2 separate regions of the Hordeum vulgare genome follow, and region 2 is linked to region 1. The links are chromatin contacts, called in public Hi-C maps. All regions are on one chromosome and are shown on one strand. Each heading gives the region's core, a stretch centred on a gene start, on an enhancer-like site or on the middle of the called end of the contact. The rest is flanking DNA. Distances are from core to core; before and after follow the strand shown.

What was found. A called contact is a pair of places that touch in the nucleus more often than the background predicts.
Region 2: a Hi-C map of seedling shows a contact between it and region 1, with 4 times the contacts expected there. The contact joins the promoter of LOC123452555 here to the promoter of LOC123398678 in region 1. A contact is called at or near these places in 4 of 6 Hi-C or Micro-C datasets (leaf and seedling) and 1 of 1 datasets of contacts at active chromatin or transcription factors (embryo).

Annotation. Positions count from the first base shown.
Region 1 is chr5H:540,854,586-540,858,951 of MorexV3_pseudomolecules_assembly, forward strand. LOC123398678 (patatin-like protein 3) reads right to left here and starts at 2,602. Exons shown (of 2, transcript XM_045093126.1): 1 at 1,453-2,602; 2 at 766-1,314. The coding sequence starts at 2,412. The coding sequence ends at 937.
Region 2 is chr5H:541,001,699-541,006,064 of MorexV3_pseudomolecules_assembly, forward strand. LOC123452555 reads right to left here and starts at 2,272. Exons shown (of 11, transcript XM_045129220.1): 1 at 2,162-2,272; 2 at 1,912-2,047; 3 at 1,778-1,825; 4 at 1,377-1,466; 5 at 399-444; 6 at 233-315; 7 at 90-146. The coding sequence starts at 2,022. It overlaps LOC123452557 (probable endoplasmic reticulum-Golgi intermediate compartment protein 3), which reads left to right and starts at 2,451. Exons shown (of 12, transcript XM_045129223.1): 1 at 2,451-2,634; 2 at 2,933-3,028; 3 at 3,134-3,216; 4 at 3,607-3,682; 5 at 3,807-3,874; 6 at 4,261-4,345. The coding sequence starts at 2,941.

The DNA.
Region 1 (4,366 bases), core at 1,352-3,851:
GCGCGCTCGCTGGCAGGTGCATGCAACATTTCTTCTTTAATTTTGCTGCAATCGTGTTTTTTTTTATACAAACGTTTTCCATGCAGCTTTTTTTCTCGTGTAAATTTGTTGCAACCAACGTTCATATTTGCTACAAGCTTTTCTATTTACTACATTTGTCCAGTAAAAAAGCTGCATATATGTTTGGTTGCAACTCGAGTTCGTTGAATTTTTGCTACAACCGGCGTTTTGACTTTTGCTACAACCGTGTTATTTTTTGCTACAACCGGCATCATTTTTTTGCTGCAACCGTTCACTAAAAAAGTTGCATACACGTCATGTAGATTTTTGCTACAACCGACGTTTGACTTTTGCTACGACGCATCATCTTCTTCGTTTTTTTCTACGTACATATTTTTTTTGCTACAATTTTTTTTGTTGCAACCGTTGACGAAAAATGCTGCATAACGTTTAAATTTGTTGCATGGAGGAAAAAATGTTGCATGAAGAGATCTGACGGCCCTCCCTCAAGATCTGGCGGTCTCGCCGCGACCGGCGCTTGCGCCGGCGTGTAGTACTGCCTTTTTTTTTAAAGGCTATACATTTTCATTAGATTTTAGTAAAATTGGAGTACCATATTATGCTGTTTTCATCTTTCGTGTACTCCACGAAACCAGCTAGTGCTGCTTTAGGAACATATTCTTATTTTATTTTATGACAAATTAGTCAACTCGATCGATCACCAGCCATGGATTAGCATTCTTGATCCTTAATAAAATCTGGAGGTGGGGAGCAGGGAGGCATGCGTATCCTACGGATCACGGCACGCACCATGTAAAAGTTATTTGTTTGTTAATCCTCATTTACAATGGAACCCGGCTGCTGCCTGCAGGCAAGGAGGAAAACAAGCAATACTAGTGGTGTACCACTCGATCGGCACGTACAGCGGCGCACGACCTACAAGATGCTGGTGAACATCTGGCTGACCAGGTTCGAGTACGACGCCGGAGCGGCGTCTCCGGCTGCCGCCGCCGCCTGCTGCTTGACGACGGCCGGGGCGGCGGCGCCGAGCGCGCTCGACCCTCGGCGGTCGCGCTCCTTGACGAGCTCGTGCGCGAACCGCTCCAGCTTCTCGGCGTTGGTCTGCTCCGCCAGCTTCTTCCCACAGAACAGCACCGACTCCACGTTCTTCTGCGACAGCATCTCCTCCGCCGCCACGCACCCCTTCGCCGCCGCTGCCGCGCATCGGCCTCCCCGCGGCGACCCCATCGCCTGTATGCGTGTGTAGTTGCTCGTCCTGTTATGCCCGAACGCCATGGCCACTGCTTGATCCACCTGGCGCGAAAATGTCGGAAGCGTTAGGCCAAGATGCATGCAGTGCAAGAATTAATGGACCACGCTTGCAACTTGCAAGCGAAAATGGTGGTTGGGTGGACTCTGAGGCTGAGTTCACGTGGGTTAATAATCTCGTACCATGTCGGACACGCCCTCGGCGGCGATCCTGACGATCTCGGACGTCGACGCGCCGCCGGTGCCGGCGGCGGGGCGCTGCTCGCCCTCCCCGCTGCCGATGGAGATGACCAGCAGGTCCTCCACGCCGGAGGCCAGCGGGAACTCGCGCTTGTTGTTCAGCACGTGCGTGATGGCGGCCGCCGTGGGGTTGCCGAGCGCCACGCCGCCGCCCACGGCCACGATGCGGGTCGACCCGTCGCACGACCGCACCTCCACCGCCGACGACGAGCGGTCCGACCCGGCGCAGGTCGCGGCGCACACGTCGCGCAGGCGGAAGTCGTAGGCCGGGTTCTCGACGGCGTCGGCGCGGGAGAATAGGAACGGCCCCCCCGTGGCCAGGTCGTAGCACGGGACGAGCACCGGCCGCGCGGTGTCCCGGAGCGTCAGGTCGCCGAACACCTTGCGGAAGGCGGCACCGCCGGCCGGGCGCCGGAGCAGCGCGCGGAGGCTCCCGGACGAGGACGACCAGCCGCGGCGGAGGCTGCGCACGAGGAACGCGAGCGCGTCTTCCGCGGAGTAGAGCGGCCGCGCGTCGTCCTTGCCGCGCGCCACCAGCATGGCCGCCAGCACGCCGCCGGCGCCGGAGCCCGCGGCCACGTCGAAGAAGTCCGCCAGGCGCGCCTTGGGGTCCCCGGTGCGCCGCCGCAGGGAAGCCTCCAGCCTCACGAGCGCCGCGCCGGCGAGCAGCCCGTCGGCGGCGCGACCGCCGCCGTCGATCGACAGGATGCACACCTTCCCCGCCTGCACCCGCGGCGGCGTGTCCTTCGCAGCCGCGGGCGGCGTGTGCGGCGAGCCACCGGCGAAGAGGAGCTTGGGGTCGTCGTAGCCGAACAGGAACTTGCTCTCGAGGATGGAGAAGATCTCGTAGGTGAGCTTGTCCACATCCATGGCGGCGGCCGGCCCCGCTGGAGCCTGTTCCATTCTGTGGTCGACGCCGGCTGGAGCGCGCGCGCGCACGAAGCTGAGAGGAGGCGTTGTGCGTTCTGCTGTGTGCGCACGGGGGGCGGGCGTGGAGAGCAGAGCACCGAGCAGTTGCCGGCCTTTTATAGTGGCGGGAAGGTAGAAGGAGGGCGTGGGTTCGTGGCGTTGACTCGTCTAGCCCACCGTGGCGCGAGCCCAGACCGGAGACACCAGTAATTTATTTTTCTTACTACTTGTATTGTGCAGTAATTAATATGAGGATCGTGACTGTCACAAGAAGTGCGTCGACCATTTTTACAACACATCAAACATTCATATAGACGCGCCTACACTTATCCATATAAACGTACATATATATATCATATATTTATGATCATCTTTAAAAGGTTAACTGACATATTATTTTAAGATTTACGAAGTTATTGTAAAATTATATGAAAGATTGGACGGTGACTATTATTCAAACATGCTAAACCTACGGGTTTACTATGACCTAATTACAGTCCATCCGTCCCACATACCCCCTCCTTACGAAATTACCTAATTCAAAAGAAACCGTCATTTTGAGAGCTTCATGGGACTCATAAAAAATCACCTAAATCCTGAAAAAACTTAAAAGAAAAGCAATTCTAGGAAAAAGTAGCAATATCGTATTTCCCGGAGGTTAAATTAGGATTGCTTGTTAATGGTTGGTCAATCTTGATGATTTTCCTTCATACGAATTTACTTGTCGTGAAAAATGGATGTTGCTGACGGAGTAAGTACTCAACTTCTCCTTGAATTTCAGGGTTGAAGTCACTTTTCCAATTAAGGGCATGTACAATGATGACATACGGATACATATGTCCCATGATAAAAAAAAACAACTTGAAACATTGATATTAATTTTTCTGTACAATGCAAGCTATCATCAGGGTGCCTCATCAAGGAATAAAATAAAGACTCGAATACACATGTATCTTTACTTTTCACTCTAACTTTTTCAGCCTTTTACACCGGACCACACATTTTCTCTTCAAGCACCCGCCTCCTGCATAGGACCCCGCTTCCTTATCCGAACCTACTTTTCTGACATCCGATCCTACATGACATACTCTCATTTTATCATCCTGAGGCTATGCATTATACATGCCCTAATAGCCAACCACAACTTGCCACGTGCACTGTTTCATGGTCAGCAGTAAATACCCCTGTAAAGATCTGTATGTGTAGCATTACTCTCATTTTATTATGTTTTATTTTGCGGGGAGTTAGTTGTTGGATCGATGTCCAGTGTGACGTGAAAGATCTCGGCAATGGTTAGGGTTTAGAACGGGTCTAGCATAGCCACACAATATACCTGTCTTCCATTTCGCATGACCCTTATCAAGATAACATTAACACATATTTTTTGTTCACACAAATACAAAATAACATTAACATACATGGTATTGTCGACACCAACTATATTAGTGATCCACACAAGTAGAGTACACATGATTCATGAATGCCCAAAAGACAACTAAATATGACCAATAACTACAGATGTGCTCTCCTAGACTTCTTTTCTTTGAAGTCAGCAACTATATCATCATAACTAATTTGTCTATGATTTCTGGCTCTACTTGTGGAAGCAAGCAGTCCGCAAGAAACTCATTTTCAATTTTGTTGCACAACCTTTACTTTATAACTTCCGAACCGAATACTCTATCCATGATGAGAAACTCTTGAAATAGCTATACTGGAATCTTATTTTAGCCCCTTGCAATCGAGAAACAAAAGCCTTATACTTTCATTTTGGTTGCATTGGACCCAGTCTAAACTATGATCGTCTCCCGGGCTATACTGCCAAACTTGTGGATATAATGAAGTATTTCACTGCATGAATTCAACGCCTAAAGAATGGTATGTGTTCTTCTTCTTCCTCTTGACCTAGTTTTGGTTCTTTTCTTACCATTGGCAATGTTCCTACTCT
Region 2 (4,366 bases), core at 1,022-3,521, 150 kb after region 1:
ACCTCAGAGGTATCCAGATATTTTGAAAAGGATACAAGCATACAAAGATACCTTGTAATGTCAAACGAAAATTTGAGGATATAACGTACTCCCAGGAGTAACATGGCCGTAAATATGATGTTTCCTAACAATGCATCACCCAGAACCTGAAGAAAGGAAGAACACCCAATACACTGCTTAGGTGACGAGAAGTGGAAACATTTGTTATCTGAATGAAGTCAACTTTAATCACCTCGCTGCAATTGCAAATTGTGGACAATGTGCTCCTGGAAGAATCTCCATCAGCTTTGTTGTTTTTTGAAACTGATATTCTGACTACATAGTTATGGGCAGCTTAGGTTGAATGTTGGAAACTACCAGAATTAAAATAAATAAAAAATTGAAATGAAAATGGATACAAGCGTCAAGAACGATATGCATCACAATGAACTGGCACAGTATTCCCTGCAAAACAAAACAACAACCAGACACATAAGAGAAAAGGAATATTCGGACTTAGCCACTGAATAGTTTTTGAAGGCAAAAGGCAACATATTATGACTTATGAGCAAGGAAAAATTATACAAAGGTAGAAAATATTACAACATGAGTGCCAAAATGCAGTTTGAACTTAGAAGAATTATGAATAGATAGCTATATTTTCCATGTAATCAGCTTACATATGCTCTTGTTGGATGGACTGCCAAGGCATAAAAGGCTGAAGGTGTCATATGATACAGGCACAATATGAACAAGAAAAATAGCAGGCAGCTCTAGGACAGATGAAACTTCAAATTCTCAAGCATCGGGACTCATAGTAGTGAGTAAATCGTGAAACTAGGAAAGTACTGATGGTGCTAAATTGCTAATTGTTATCATCCTTTGTTTGTTTGAGTAAAACGAGTAAAGTAGATATGGCAAATGAAGTACTTGTGATATTAATGCAAAAGAAGAGCAGATCTAGGCCAGATGAAACTTCAAATTCTCAAGCACCAGGACTTATAGGAAGTATTGAGTAAATTGTAAAACTAGGAAAGTATTGATGGTGCTAAATTGCTAACTGTTATCACCCTTTGTTGCCTGAATAAAAGTAGATATGGTAAATGAAGTACTTGTGCTATTAATGCAAAAGAGGAGCATCCACAGCAATTCAGCTTCCATATTCCGATAGATACACACTGAGTAAACTGTATAGTTTAACTCAAATGATCATGGTAACAACAAAAAGCATCACATCTATAAATTAACTGCTCTGCATGCTTAGAGCATTAATATTAAAAGCTCAGCAAAAAAGAGATACATGGCGCAGAGCGTTTTACAAGCGGAGTCGGCCTTAGGGAGTTTGAAAAGGCGGAACAGCACTTGCGTGAGGTTGCATGGTATCATATGGTTCCCACCTTGTCAAGAGATGAACCAATGTGCAGCTTATTGAACAGTAGATGTCGGTATGCCCTGGTCTTGTGTAGAATCAGATCGATCAAGATAATCTACAGTGGTGAAAGAAGAGTAAGATGGTTAAGGCCACACAGCACATCAGGGATGCAATAACTAGGTGCGACGTACATAGACAAACGGTCGAATAAGGGTGCAAGAGGGACACCCACATAATCCCGCCAAATCGATAAATCCACTATAATAAAGTGAACTAACTCCATCAGACTAAAATCGCAGCTATTTTTGGCTGACTTAGGGCTACGAAGCAGGAGCACGCCGCGCGCCACTTGCACCCGTACGGTCAAATCACACATATAGCAACAATTTGAACCCATGCATCATTGATCATCATACCATACCATACCATGAATTCACACTCGATGTAGGGATCAGCGACAGCCTTGCAGACATCCTACACACGAACAGCATCCAGGGTTAACACCGGATTGCACGCAGAGGCCAAACGCGATGCGTCGGGAGTAGGGGGTGGGCTCTTACGCATTTCATCAAACGGATGTTGCCCGGGGAGTACTGCACGAAGAGCGTCCTCACGCGCCGGCCGCAGCCGACGCAGCGCGGCGCCTCCCCTTCCGCCCCGTCGTCCCCCATCGCGCTGAATCCGCCCGCGCGAGCTCTGGAGACATCCAATCACAGTTACAGCGTGGGTCGGAGCACGGGGAGGGCGGGTGTGGAGGCGGATCTAGGACGACGAGGGACTCGCCGCGGGTAAGACAGCGTGGCGGCGTACCTGCAGCGCGCGGTGGGGGCCTGGAGCCGCAGCTCGTAGGCGGCGGGCGGAGCGGCGGGCGGAGGCGTGGCCGGCGGCGTCAGTGAGAAGCAGAGTGTGCCGCCGTCGTCCAACTGCGGAATGCAATTGATGAGCGGCCGGAGGCGATGCCAAGCAGCCTGGTGGGCCGGCAACAGTAGCCGAGCCCGACTCGTTTCTCGAGATGGGCCTTTCTCCAAGACGGGCCTGGGCTGGGCTGGCCGGCCGACGGGTCCTACCTGGCACGCGGAGAAGATACTAGTCTCGGTATGTCTAAAAAAAAAGATACTAGTCTCGGGTCGTTGGGTTTCGGTTCTGGTGTCTCCGACCTGCTCCGTCTCCGCCTCCGGCATCGGCACGGTGTCCCAAGGCGACGAGATCGCCGTGAGATCCAGCGCCGCCGCCGCCGCCACGTCCGCTAGCGCGTCACTGCCTTCCGCCGCCCCCCCTTCCCGGTGAGCAACTCATCTCGCCCGCCCGTTCCTCCCGTCCGATCTGGGGGAGGGTTTGCCGTCACGGCCGGCTCGAATCTGACGGAGCTTCCCTCCCCCCTCGCGCCTCCTGGCGGGGTTGTCAAGGGCCCTCCGCCGGATGCGACGCGGTGGAGAATTCCGTACCGTTCTGCTGTGTATTTGCAGAATCGTTGTGCGCTTGTTTGTGGAGAATTCCTGTCAAATCTAGGGACTGCAGCTTGATTTTGTCCTCGTGCTTGCCTATAGCATGTCTGACGAGGTTGGTGTGTTCTGTGCCCAGCTGCAAAGATGGGGAGGATACCGTCCCTGAAGAACTTCAATGCGTTCCCGCACGCCGAAGACCACCTGCTGAAGAAGACTTACTCGGGTGCTATAGGTACATAGATACATAATATGCTGCCTCGTGAACTGTTTTCTGCTAATGGATGCTTATATCTTGGAGATTTGTGTCTAATACGCGCCATCGTTGGTATGTTGGCAGTGACGATTCTCGGGCTAATTGTTATGGTAACACTTTTCGCGCATGAGCTCACGTTTTACCTTACAACCTATACGATGCATCAGGTACGTTTTGTTCTTGTTCACCTTTTCATGTAGTTTGGCTAGCATATGTAGCTTATTGTGATGTCTATGTTGTTCTGTCCATTCTTACCCAACTTTTATGACTCTAGTTTGTGTTGGGAATATGCCTGTAGATGATTCAAATTTCTCCTGTTTAAGTTTATTCACTATGACTTACGAAACCAATCTGGCCAAGGAATCTGCATGATGACAAAGGAACTATGAAAGAGAGCAGTTAGTTACATTTATATAAAATTGTGTGCCCTTTGATAGTCTCATTGTTGTTAATATCTGCTAGTTGTTGTTTTCATATTAGTGAAAACCAACTTGGACGTTGTGGTTCTATTTCCCTTGTTCGGAATGCCATCTCAAGTTTTTCTTCAATATCTGCAGATGTCTGTAGATCTGAAACGAGGAGAAACTCTACCAATTCATATAAATGTGTCGTTTCCTTCTTTACCATGTGAAGGTCAGTTATTGATTAAATATAATAATATATCCAGTATCAGTTTGCACAAGGTTCCGTTTGGACATCCCTTTGCATAAGGTTCATGGTTTTGATATTTATTTAACGATCTCCTGTTGTCATGCAGTCTTGAGTGTGGATGCAATCGACATGTCCGGCAAACATGAGGTTGACTTGCATACAAATATCTGGAAGGTACCACCTGATATCAGAAGTTTGTTAATTTCAGAGGATGTAACTCAATATGGTAGCAGATGCGCGTATGCTCTACTATGACAGTAGCTGCACTGATTAATAATTACCTCTATTGCTTGTGATGGAGAAACATCTTGTAAATGCACATTCCTACTATCCATGAAGCAGTCCAGTTGTTCTCTTAGGTTAGTGTAGGTTGCAGGGAACATGCACTTTAAGCTGTGGTTCATGTCTTGCTCTTGTGCTGACAATGTTCTTCATACTTCCAGAAAACATTTTCTCAGTAAAATTGCATTGTAGTTTCTTTAAATGGTACTTTTTTAACTATTCAGTATATGTTGCATGTCTAATAATACTTTGCATCCTCCTTTTTCTGATGTATGCAGCTTCGTTTGGATAAGTATGGCCAAATCATTGGTACTGAGTACTTGTCTGATCTAGTTGAAAAGGAGCATGGAACTCATGATCATGGTATATTCCGTTTACTCTATA